Linked DNA regions of Mus musculus: all the other regions are linked to region 2. The links are chromatin contacts, called in public promoter capture Hi-C maps. All regions are on one chromosome and are shown on one strand. Each heading gives the region's core, a stretch centred on a gene start, on an enhancer-like site or on the middle of the called end of the contact. The rest is flanking DNA. Distances are from core to core; before and after follow the strand shown. Region 1 holds the start of Tcaf1 (TRPM8 channel-associated factor 1). Region 2 holds the start of Ssbp1 (single-stranded DNA binding protein 1). Region 3 holds the start of Tcaf2 (TRPM8 channel-associated factor 2).

Evidence for each region. Promoter capture Hi-C pulls out the DNA fragments that hold promoters and counts their contacts.
Region 1: a contact with region 2 is called in a promoter capture Hi-C map of liver, with 3 times the contacts expected there. The contact joins the promoter of Tcaf1 here to the promoter of Ssbp1 in region 2. A contact is called at or near these places in 3 of 39 promoter capture datasets (the 3T3-L1 cell line, cranial neural crest and liver).
Region 3: a contact with region 2 is called in a promoter capture Hi-C map of liver, with 3 times the contacts expected there. The contact joins the promoter of Tcaf2 here to the promoter of Ssbp1 in region 2. A contact is called at or near these places in 2 of 39 promoter capture datasets (both in liver).

Annotation. Positions count from the first base shown.
Region 1 is chr6:42,708,726-42,712,141 of GRCm38.p6, forward strand. It overlaps Tcaf1 (TRPM8 channel-associated factor 1), which reads right to left and starts at 1,390. Exons shown (of 9, transcript NM_001355769.1): 1 at 1,234-1,390.
Region 2 is chr6:40,469,864-40,473,404 of GRCm38.p6, forward strand. Ssbp1 (single-stranded DNA binding protein 1) reads left to right here and starts at 1,552. Exons shown (of 6, transcript NM_028358.2): 1 at 1,552-1,596; 2 at 2,208-2,270. The coding sequence starts at 2,247.
Region 3 is chr6:42,642,871-42,646,571 of GRCm38.p6, forward strand. It overlaps Tcaf2 (TRPM8 channel-associated factor 2), which reads right to left and starts at 2,171. Exons shown (of 8, transcript NM_146174.1): 1 at 2,010-2,171; 2 at 1-235. The coding sequence starts at 221.

The DNA of each region.
Region 1 (3,416 bases), core at 140-2,639, 2.2 Mb after region 2:
AGAAACCTAAATGCTCAATGGTAGAATAACTATAGGGTATTAAACCAATTAGAAATAAAAATGAAGGAAGTATAAGCAAGGATTAATCCTAGAGCTATAAGAATATACAGGATAATATTCATGAATGAAAGCATGACAAAATCATAAAGCAACCCATGTATGTTTTACACATAAGAGTAGAACTATGAAAACGGCGTAGTTGAAAGGAAAATCGCGAAGGATGCCAAGTCTCAGGCAGGGAAGGGCAGAAATGAGACCCTCCATTATGGTATTCAAGCCTTATTTTTTTACTTACAAGACGGCCAAGCGTTTATTTCACTATCTTGTAGATTAGACCACTTTGGAATGATAAGCATTCATTTTATTCTTAAGTCTTTAAAGCAACGCAAAACAGAGTGAAGAGCTAGCTGAAACGCAATCACTTTGCAAATCCTTTGGAGAATGGACAAATGGTTAGCGGGTCAGCCCATAGACAAGAGACATTGGTTCATCTCTTTAAGAGATTCTTCCTCCACGTTTCCACGATTGTCTAATTGGCAAGATCCTTTTTCCCCCTCTTCCATTTTTGTCCTTCATTTCAGGTTGGGCCAACCCAGAAGGCCTGCGGGGGGTGGGGGGTTGTGTATCTGCCAACTGGATAATCTAAGCCCCTGCTGCTGCAGGCCGAAGGCGGTCCAGACCTGCGTTCTCCAGAAGCCCCACACCCATTTCAGCAGCACCCTGCCCACATCCTCCCACCCACCTCTCAGAGCAAATATACTCCAGGCCCCTGGGTGCTTAAAGGACATGGAGAGGACTTTTACCTGGGGGCGGGTAAAGGAGGCTAAGCAGGGACTGTGGCCCTTAAAGAATTCTGTGTGGAGTCTCCTTCCGCAACCTCTGAGGTTCCTTTCATCAAATCCCAAAGGCTCCCTGCTGAACACAAACCACTCAATAAGGAAATGGGAAACGGCTGGGAGGGGGTTCCTGGCTGGCGAAGGGATAACAATGCAGGAAGACTGAAGGAGATATCTAAAGCAGCGGAAAGCTCAGAAAGAGACAGAGAGGAAGGTCTCAATGTGGAATGCATCAGCCACCTCCGCACGCCCGAGTTGCCCACACCAGCCCCCCACGCAGCCCCAGGCACTCGCCACCTCCTGCCCCCTTCCCCGCGAAGCACCCCACCCTTCTGGCAGTGGCCTTTGTCATCGCAGGCCTCTCCTGGTGCAGACCCTATCGCGGAGCCAGACTCACTCTGCGTCGCTGTTCCCTGAAGTGCTGATTCGGAGGCACAACAGCAAAGGAGGAAGCTACCCAAGGGGAAGAAGCTTCAGGCCTGCAAGGGAATAGGCGGTGGACCAGTGGATGGGGGACGTGGAAAGTCACTGGCAGAGAAGGGGGAGCAAGCAATGGGCCGTCCTGAGAACTGATTGGCTACACGGGGATGTGGGCGGTGCTCCGCTCTCTGCCCCCAGACCTTAGAGGCTCTCCTTTATGTCAATTTCTGCTCCAAGGCTTGGATGTGCAGCTGGCCAATTTCTAAAACACATACATACATACATACATACATACATACATACATACATACATACATACAGCTTAACACTGTGAACAAATAAGACATTGATAAAACAAGAGAGCTTTTATCAGAAATTATACACAATTATATTAAGAGAAGAATTAAAGCTATGGGTCCTATATTAAATTTAATGAAAAAGTCAAGTTTTGGTAGAAGAGAGTGTGTCTACACTTTGTTATATCCCAAACATCTGGAGTTTGAAGCTGTTGCATCTTCCTTAGTTTCATAAACTGGAAGTATGAGTGAATAGTGGCGGCTACAACAAATTGCCAGACAAGGAGGTGAATTAAGCCACACCCTTCCGACATCTTACAGTTCTGTACATCAGAAGCCTGGCACAGGTTCCACTGGGTAAAGCTGGGAAAATCAATGGGAGGATTTGCTTTCCTCCCTTCTCCAGATTCCAGAGTAGGCCTCAAATGATCTGACTTTGCCTGCTCAGGGACTTGCCCTGTCTGCAGAGGCAGTGGCCTCATCACTCCACCCTATACTTCTGCTATGGCATCTTCTCAGCTTTCTGATGCCCTCAGTTCCTTAGGGGACCCTGGTATCCATTCCAGTGGTTCTATCCAAATGACTTCTCAGCTCAGGGTCAGGTAACTAGCAAGCCTAATTCCATCCAGATCACAACTTCTTGGTCCTGTAACATTGCATCCTAACATGCTCTAGAATGATATATGGTTTCTATGGGGTCGTGTGTCTTCCCCCGAAGGTATGTTAGGATGTTTTTGCCCTGTTCTGTGATACTTGTCTCTATCAGGGTTAAAATAGGACTCTACGACTACATGTGACAAAGATCGTGCAAATGTCTGCTTTAACCTGAAAGAGGGCAGGTAATTCCAGACATGGGTGATTGCATCGTACTGTCACATTGATTGAGTTCACTCTGTTGTAACTAGGACATCCTCTTTGTAATGTGGGTCCCTTCATCACTGACCTTCAGCTCAGCTCACTGGTACCTAACTCAAAATCAAATCATTCTCTGGGGGTCTTTGCACAGCTCCATCGACATCTAGCCCATATGCTCATCCTTCTTCCGACTTACATGTTACTTACATGTTCTTTGCCAAGTAGTGCTGGGTCCTGGAGCAAAAGATAAAAGAGGGGAGCCAGTACCAGGCTCCCAGCATATTTCTGACAGCCTCTGAGAATTTGAGGAGACCTTTCTCACACATTGTCACAGTGTGCTTCAGTTGTAACATGACTGACGGGTAGCCTGATCCTGTTCTACCCCAATTCTAGCGGGCCTTTCTTTTTTGACCTCTTTTTTGAGGCCACGTCTCTCATTCCATTCAGTCCTCTTTTCTCCCCTGCATTGTTAAGTTTCCTCCCTGAGATAGTGCAGTTCCATAGGCAGAATGTGTAGTGGGAAGATCATATCAACAGAACACTTGCCTTGGTCTCCAAGAACCACTTATTACCACTTCAAATTCTGCTACTTTAAGAATTGGAACACACTGTGATAATGTGTGAGAAAAGTCCTCAAGAATTCCCAGGCCCTCCTCTTCCCTCTTTTTCTCCAGAGGCCTGCACTTCTTAGAAAAGAGCATGTAACACTCAGAAGAAGAGCAGAAGCAGGAGCTGGGAGAGGATGAGTTGTAACAAGGACCTCAGCGGCGAAGGGCAATATAACCTGTGCTTTCTCCATACTGAGTGGGAAGGAGCTCTGTGCACTGACAATGTATCTGTGCAACCCCCAAGATGCTGAAAATGGGGTGGAGGAAGGGATGGAGGGAGGGAGGGGGTGGCTTTCCAGTGATCTGTAGGCTAGGGAGAAGAGGATCTAGGTCAGTCTGTTTGCCACACAAGCATGAGGGGCTGGGTTTGAGCCCAAGTAAAAGGCTGGGTGTAGTGACAT
Region 2 (3,541 bases), core at 302-2,801:
TTGAACTAATGTAGCAGGTGGGATGTCTTCTTATTACTAGGGTGTGTGTGTGTGTCCCTGTCCAATTCAGTGCCTCGTTATTTCAGGAAATCAACTTTGTAAAGGTAAAAGTACAGGGAAGTAAACATCTATAAAGGCGTCACTAGTGAGCCAGACAATAATTCAGACCCCCCCCCCTCCTAAAATCAGAAAGAATGGACCTTAGGAGGCAGTGTGTCTGTTTGAATGGTTTGGAGTTCCCTTCTGTCTAACACTGGAGCCCCACTGAATCTTGTTGCCTTGGGTTCCTTAATTTGTAGGATTCATAAGTGCGTTACTTCACTAGGGCCAGGATTAGGGTAAACAACATAGGATTTAGAGGAGCAAAAGAAAGTCAGCAATCAAAAGAAAAGATGTCTCAATGCAGTATTTTGGAAATGTTAAAACTAAGAAATTTTACTATGAACATGATATTACCAAATACAAGATCAACAAGCTTAAGTTACTTGAGATTGTTTAAGACTGTCACTGAGTGCTGGATGTGATGGCACATGCCTTTAATCACAGCACTAGGGAGGTAGATGCAGCAAGGGGAATCTCTGGGAGTTAGAGACAAGCCTGGTCTGGTCTACATGAGATCCAAGTTTCAGGCCAGCCAGGGATACACAGCGAGACAGTGTCTTTTTTCTTTTCTCTTTCTCTCTCTCTCTCTCTCTCTCTCTCTCTCTCTCTCTCTCTCTCTTTCTTTCTTTTAAGCTTTTCCATCTAGAATAACTGCCAAAGATGTAGAATTGAAACACAAAATGAAAAAAAAAAATCTAAAAAATACTGATCAGTTTCTTTCTATAAAAGTAAAATCTTAATTACACTTTGCTTTAAAATAAAGCAACGTTTTGACTTTTAACACTTCTTCAAAATGTTTTGGAATTTCATAAACTTTTAATGTTTTAGGGAAAACATATATACAAATACATAATATAAGGGCGCATTTCTCTTGTGCCTTAGGCACAGTTTGGGACCGGTACTTAATAAAGATGTTAAAAATTTTGCTCCTCACGTGTTTCTTGAATTTTTTGACTTAACATGTTAACATATCTAGATCACCGAGGTTTTGACAGCAATTAATTCTTCAGTCTTACTGCATTAGGAGACTTGTGTCGGTTTTAGTTCCTCCAGGGGCTCAAATATGTTTTATTTCACCTACCTCACTCCCTTTCCCAGGCTGGGAACATCAAATAATTTCAATTTAGGGCTGGGAATAGAGTTCTGGCCAGAGTTTGGTTAGCCAGTGCGGGGCCACTACCGGAGCGAGGGTGGAGATCAGGAAAAACAAAACAAAACAAAAAACCCCAACAACCAAACTAAACCAAACCAAACAACAAAAAAACAAAACCAAAATCGTAAAACTACCCACAGGTGGCATCGTTGATCCGCCCACTTCCGCCTGGACAGAAGTTCCTGGCACTTCTAAATTGAGGGGTCGTGTTTCCGGCGACATCAGCCGGCGGCATTTCAACGACGCACTTCAGAGATTTCCTGTCTTTCCTTGCATCTCGCGAGCTTTGCGGGCTCCGTGCGCCGGAAGCGAGCCGCTGGCGGTCGGGCTCTGCGTGTCCGGTGAGGGAGGGGAGAAGGCTGGCACGAAGTTGTGTTTCCCGAGTGCACGGGCGCGTGCGGGGCTCGGGAGGAGTTGTGCGGCTCCTCGCTGGAGTCCGAGTGTCCCCCGCCGTTCCCTGTGCTGCTCGCGAGCGCCACTTTGGGGGAAGAGCAGCCTCTTGCCCCCGCGGCGAGGCTGGGGAGCCGGGCTTACTCAGCGCTAACGGGGACGAAGGCACTGATTTGCGTCCTTTCGGAGTAGCGTTTACTGTGCCCGCACTGTTTGTAGAGACAGTTTTAGGGGTCTAGAATAACAGAACAAGTTGGAAAAAAAAATGTCCGAGACAACTTCTATTGTAAAGAAATCTAGCAGACAATGGATTGCAAGTGAGAACAGGTTTTTCCCCTCTTTTCTGCTGGTTGAGACCCAGAACCACAGAGTTTCTTTTGTCTCGCTCAGTTTTTGTTTTCAAAAAGAAAGGAACTCCCCACACGTGCAAAAAATGCGGTTGCAAATTGGGTGCACGAGAAGCTGGACGCGCTTAGGATTTAGGACTAGAGAGCATGTGTGTTCTTGATGGATACTGTAGTTTCTTGATTTATCATTTTTCTCTTTTCTTTCTTTCCTTTAGGAAAAGCCTAAAGATTAGGTTGTAAGAAAAACAGAAGCCATGTTTCGAAGACCTGTGTTACAGGTAGTCACTTTTCTACATTAGTGAGTGCTCCAACCGTGTTTCCATAGTCTATAGCCATGTTTTGTTTTGTTGCTTTTCGATTTTGCATACATAAGCACGAGATTCTTACGCCTATCCAGCGTGTTCTATGTGTTTATTTGATGTGGGAGATTCAGAAGGGATTTTGTGTGTGTGTGTGTTTATGTGTGTGTGAAGCTCATAATGTTTACTGAATCAAAAATGATTTTTAAAGTGTATTCGCATATGTAGTACACCTCATGAATTTAATTTAGTAAATATTTGTTACCAGTGCTTAGATCAGAGTATTCATTTAATTATGTAAGTTATTATTATCATTTTTGTTTTGCTGTTTTTGAGACAGCCACTCATAGTTAAGACTATCTTGAGACTCACTGTTAGGCTGAGATGACCAAGAACCTTCCTCCTCCTGCTTCTACTTTGTCACCGATGGTATTTCAGGCCTGCCCCATCGCACCTGATTTCTTCTAACCTTGTCCCATATGGCTCTGGTCTTTTATGACCTTCTGGCCCCTCTCCTCCCCACTCCCATCTTGCTATCCAGAGAGCAGAGCTCACTTCTTGCCACAAATTCATGACCATTCTGCAATCTAGTCGGGTGTCCTCTACTCTAGCCAGCCTTAAGCAGGCCTTAATTACCATTTTTCCTCAGTGTGGCACGTGGGTACCAAGTCTTGTAAATTCTCCTAATGTAAAATCTATTACTTTTCTTCTCCTCTTAAGACTAATGAGTCAAATTCGTTATAAAAGTCTGTTGTCTTCCCCATCCTACTCTTAAGTTGGTCTATCCTTAGCTCCTTACTGTAATCCACACATACTCTGAGCCTTTTAAAATTGAAGTTATACTATAGTATCTTTTTAAACCAAATGGGAAGTAAGTTTGCATTTTGAGGGTATTGAAATAATCCTCTCCCTATTTCTTCTTTTCTACTAGATTATGTGTATGTTCCTAAGATGAGGCATATTGTTATTTTATAACATTTAATGAACACTGGCTCTTCTGAATCTGTCACATTAGTATTTTCTGTGATCGTGACAAAGGAACTGAGTAGCATTTTGGTCCTGTATCGTGTAACATCTTATTCTTATATTTATTCTTAGTGATAGTATATAGCTAAAATCACTCCAGGAAAAGGTGTTCATTTGAGTGGTATGGAGAGAGAAGGCCGGTATTAAAAGACCAGGGAAGGAAAGAGGTCCCAATTGGAATTTTTAAAAAGCTAGGTTTAGAAATCATAATGTGGTAACCTGTC
Region 3 (3,701 bases), core at 921-3,420, 2.2 Mb after region 2:
AAGCCAGCATGCATCAGGTAGCTCTCATGGGATACGACCACCAGGCGGCCTTGGCCATAGAAAGAAACAGCAATGAGCACCTGGCCCTTGTCATTCACCATCACTGGGAAGGCTGCCTCCCCAATAAGAAGGAGTTCACTGGGAGTGAATTCTTTAGGGAGATCCCAGCTGGTCACTCCATTCATGAGGGCCTCAAAAGCAGCATCGGGAGTTGTTGCCATGGTTCTGCCCGTTGCTACAAAGGAAGCAGAGACTCAGGTTGGTCAAACCAGAATGAGGAAGCAGTAAGGAAGGCAATTAACTAAATGTTTTTGGTCCAGAAGATAGATTAGTTTCTCCTTTTGAGGATGAAGTGAAGCGCAAACAGACAAGGATTCCACTTTTATGACTCAAAACTATAAGAAGAGTAAAGACAATTAAATAAGTAGGCTTATAAATAAATAAATAAATAAATAAATAAATAAATACAACTGCAGCAATCCCCAGTTGCTATCTATTGATGAACTATGGACAGGAAGACTGCTTTAGAATGCATGACAGGAAAGACCTGGTAGGAATAGGAACAGAAAGCTGAAACCTGAAATGGTGTGGGAGGATCAGTTTGGTAAGAGGTACACCAGGGCAGCAGCAGAGTGAACGGCAGAGAGGAACAAGTCCTGGGGTAGATAAGGAGGTGCAGCTTCCCATAGGATCTGATGAATCAAATGCAGGGACTGACTTGGTGTTTGTTTTATTCTTTCAGACAAAAGGGCCACAATGACCTGTTATAAACTGCGTTAGTTGGGATCGCATGACCTTTCAGAAAGTGCATCATTTCTGACAGCTTTGCTTACCTTGTTGGAAACAGCTTCCAAATGATCAAAGCTGCCTTAGTGGAAACCCCCCATGCCACCCATTTTGACTGCCTGGGAAAGTTCTTTTCAAATTTTTTGGAAGCTGGGTATGCTGAGAGCTGAGCTTACCCTAGTAGCCACTTCAGACTCTCTCTCTAGACCAATCACAGAGGTCCGAGGACCATTGTTTTACAGATTAGACTATAAGTGCTATAGGTACAGTGCGCAATGTGAGTGCCTCTCTCTTTCTTCCCTGTCTCCTTTCCTTGAGTGCGGAGTGTGGCTGGTGATCCACAAGACTTCGCTATTCCCACATCTGAGTAGCTCACCGTAGGGGACCTCCTCCACCTTCGCTCACATGATTGACAGGGCACCCTTTCAATGGCTGTGAGCTGACATCCTAAGAAAATTTTCAGGTACTGGGGGGAGCCATGGGTACTTGCCCAGGGCCTCTCTGAGGTGCGTCCTAGGAGGGTCCCTGGAAGAGTTGAGCTATGTAGCAGACAGATCTAGACAGCTGACACTCCCCCTTGTTGAGTTCTCTCCTTCCATTTTTTTGTTTCTCCCCATGTTCTTCACTTGGGATTTCAGGTAGACTCCCTTGTTCCTCCTGTCTCCTTTGTTCATCCTGTTCATACAAAATGTTAAACAACTCATGTTGCCCATCTCCTTTCATCTATCCGCGTAGTCCAGTCCATTTAGCTCATGGCCATGACCTGGCCTGAATCTGAGGAATGCATCTCCACCTTCCATATCCTTGACTAAGAACTGTATAGAAGAACCCTGTCACTTTTCAGCCACTCCTCTGTGAGGTAAAATGTTCACTGGTGTTGGCATGTCTCTATGTGCCTCACCCCCCCCACTTCATAGCACTGTTCCAGGAAAGTGAACTGTGGGAAATCTGCTTAGGGGTGGAAAAGACAGCAGGTAGATCAGGAATTCCAAGTTCAACGTCTCATGAAGTTTGTTTGAAAAGAAAGTCCTCTGATTTTTCCCAAGTTTGGCAGGAAGAGCAACAAACAAAAACAGTCCCAGCACTCTGAAACTAAATGTGCTTACACGCGCGAGCACACACCTTTTTCAAATTCGTGACTCAAGTTCAGAGAGCAAAGATAAAGGAGTTCTGAGTTAACTAGAAAACTGTTCCAGGCCAATAAAACTAAAAGAAAAACATACCTGTGAGCAGATACACTGTTGGGAACGGCGTCCAGTAGCCTTCTGGCACTTTAAGGATTTCCTCCCAGCGTCGTCTTAGTGCTCGGACACTCAGCCCCACACCGGAACAAACCAGGACAGAAAATTCAGACCACAGAGGTTGCTGCCGGCTGACTGTCGCTGCAGAGGAATGGACTGCAGTATGAATAAGGGTCTTCCATGGGCGGGGCCTCTAGAGGCGGGGCTGCGGAAGGCGGGGCTATAGGAAAGCCCGCTGCCCAAATGAAAGACTTTCTTGAGGGCCGATTTGAGTCTCGAGGGCGGAGCTTCCCAGGGGCGGATCTTTTCCAGGGCGTGGCTATCCCGGGGCAGGGTTAGTTATAGGCGAGGCTGTCCTATTGGATGAGCTACCCAGGGAACTGGTTAGTTGTGGGGCTGTTCCGGATGGGAAGCCCTCTATGAAGCTGGACTATTCCAGTATCTGAGAAGTCCGGATGTACGAGCATCCCCTAACAGTTGCTCTGCCAGACCGGGAATCTGACTCCAACTGGCTTGGTGCTACACCAGTGCCTAATTGCTCTGTTAATATCTCCAAGCTTGGGCTTCAGGGCCTGCCGCCTAGTGGCCATCACTGGCAGTACAGCTGTGGGAATCTGGGGCCAGGAAATCTGGTCCAGGATATTTTCACTGGGCAGAAAACATGACTGTACCATGCAGTTTTTGTTTGTTTGTTTGTTTTTGTTTTTTTTAATCACAATTGCTCTGTAGTACAGCTTGAGGTCAGGCCAGGTGATTCCCCCAGAACTTCTTTTATTGTTGAGAATAGTTTTTGCTATTTTAGGTTTTCTGCTATTCCAGATGAATTTGCAAATTGCCCTTTCTAACTCAGTGAAGAATTGAGTTGGAATTTTGATGGGGATTGCATTGAATCTGTAGATTGCTTTCGGCAGGATAGCCATTTTTACTATATTAATCCCGCCAATCCATGAGCATGGGAGATCTTTCCATCTTCTGAAATCTTCTTCAATTTCTTTCTTCAGAGACTTGAAGTTCTTGTCATACAGATCTTTCACTTAGTTAGAGTCACACCAAGGTATTTTATATTATTTGTGACTATTGTGAAGGGTGTTGTTTCCCTAATTTCTTTCTCATCCTGTTTATCTTTTGTGTAGAGAAAGGACACTGATTTGTTTGAGTTAATTTTATATTCAGCTACTGCGCTGAAGGTGTTTATCAGGTTTAGGAGTTCTCTGGTGGAATTTTTAGGGTCACTTATATATACTATCATATCATCTGCAAATAGTGAAATTTTGACTTCTTTTTTTCCAATTTGTATCCCCTTGATCTCCTTTTGTTGTCGAATTGCTCTGGCTAGGACTTCAAGTACTAGATTGATAGGTAGGGAGAAAGTGAGCAGCCTTGTCTAGACCCTGATTTTAGTGGAATTGCTTCCAGCTTCTCTCCATTTACTTTGATGTTGGCTACTGGTTTGCTGTGGATTGCTTTTATTATGTTTAGGCATGGGACTTGAATTCCTGAACTTTCCATGGCTTTTATCATGAAGGGGTGTTGGATTTTGTCAAATGCTTTCTCAGCATCCAACAAGATGATCATGTGATTTTTGTCTTTGAGTTTCTTTATATAGTGGATTACATTGATGGAGTTCTGTATATTAAACCATCCCTGCATCCCTGGGATGAAGCGTAATTGGTC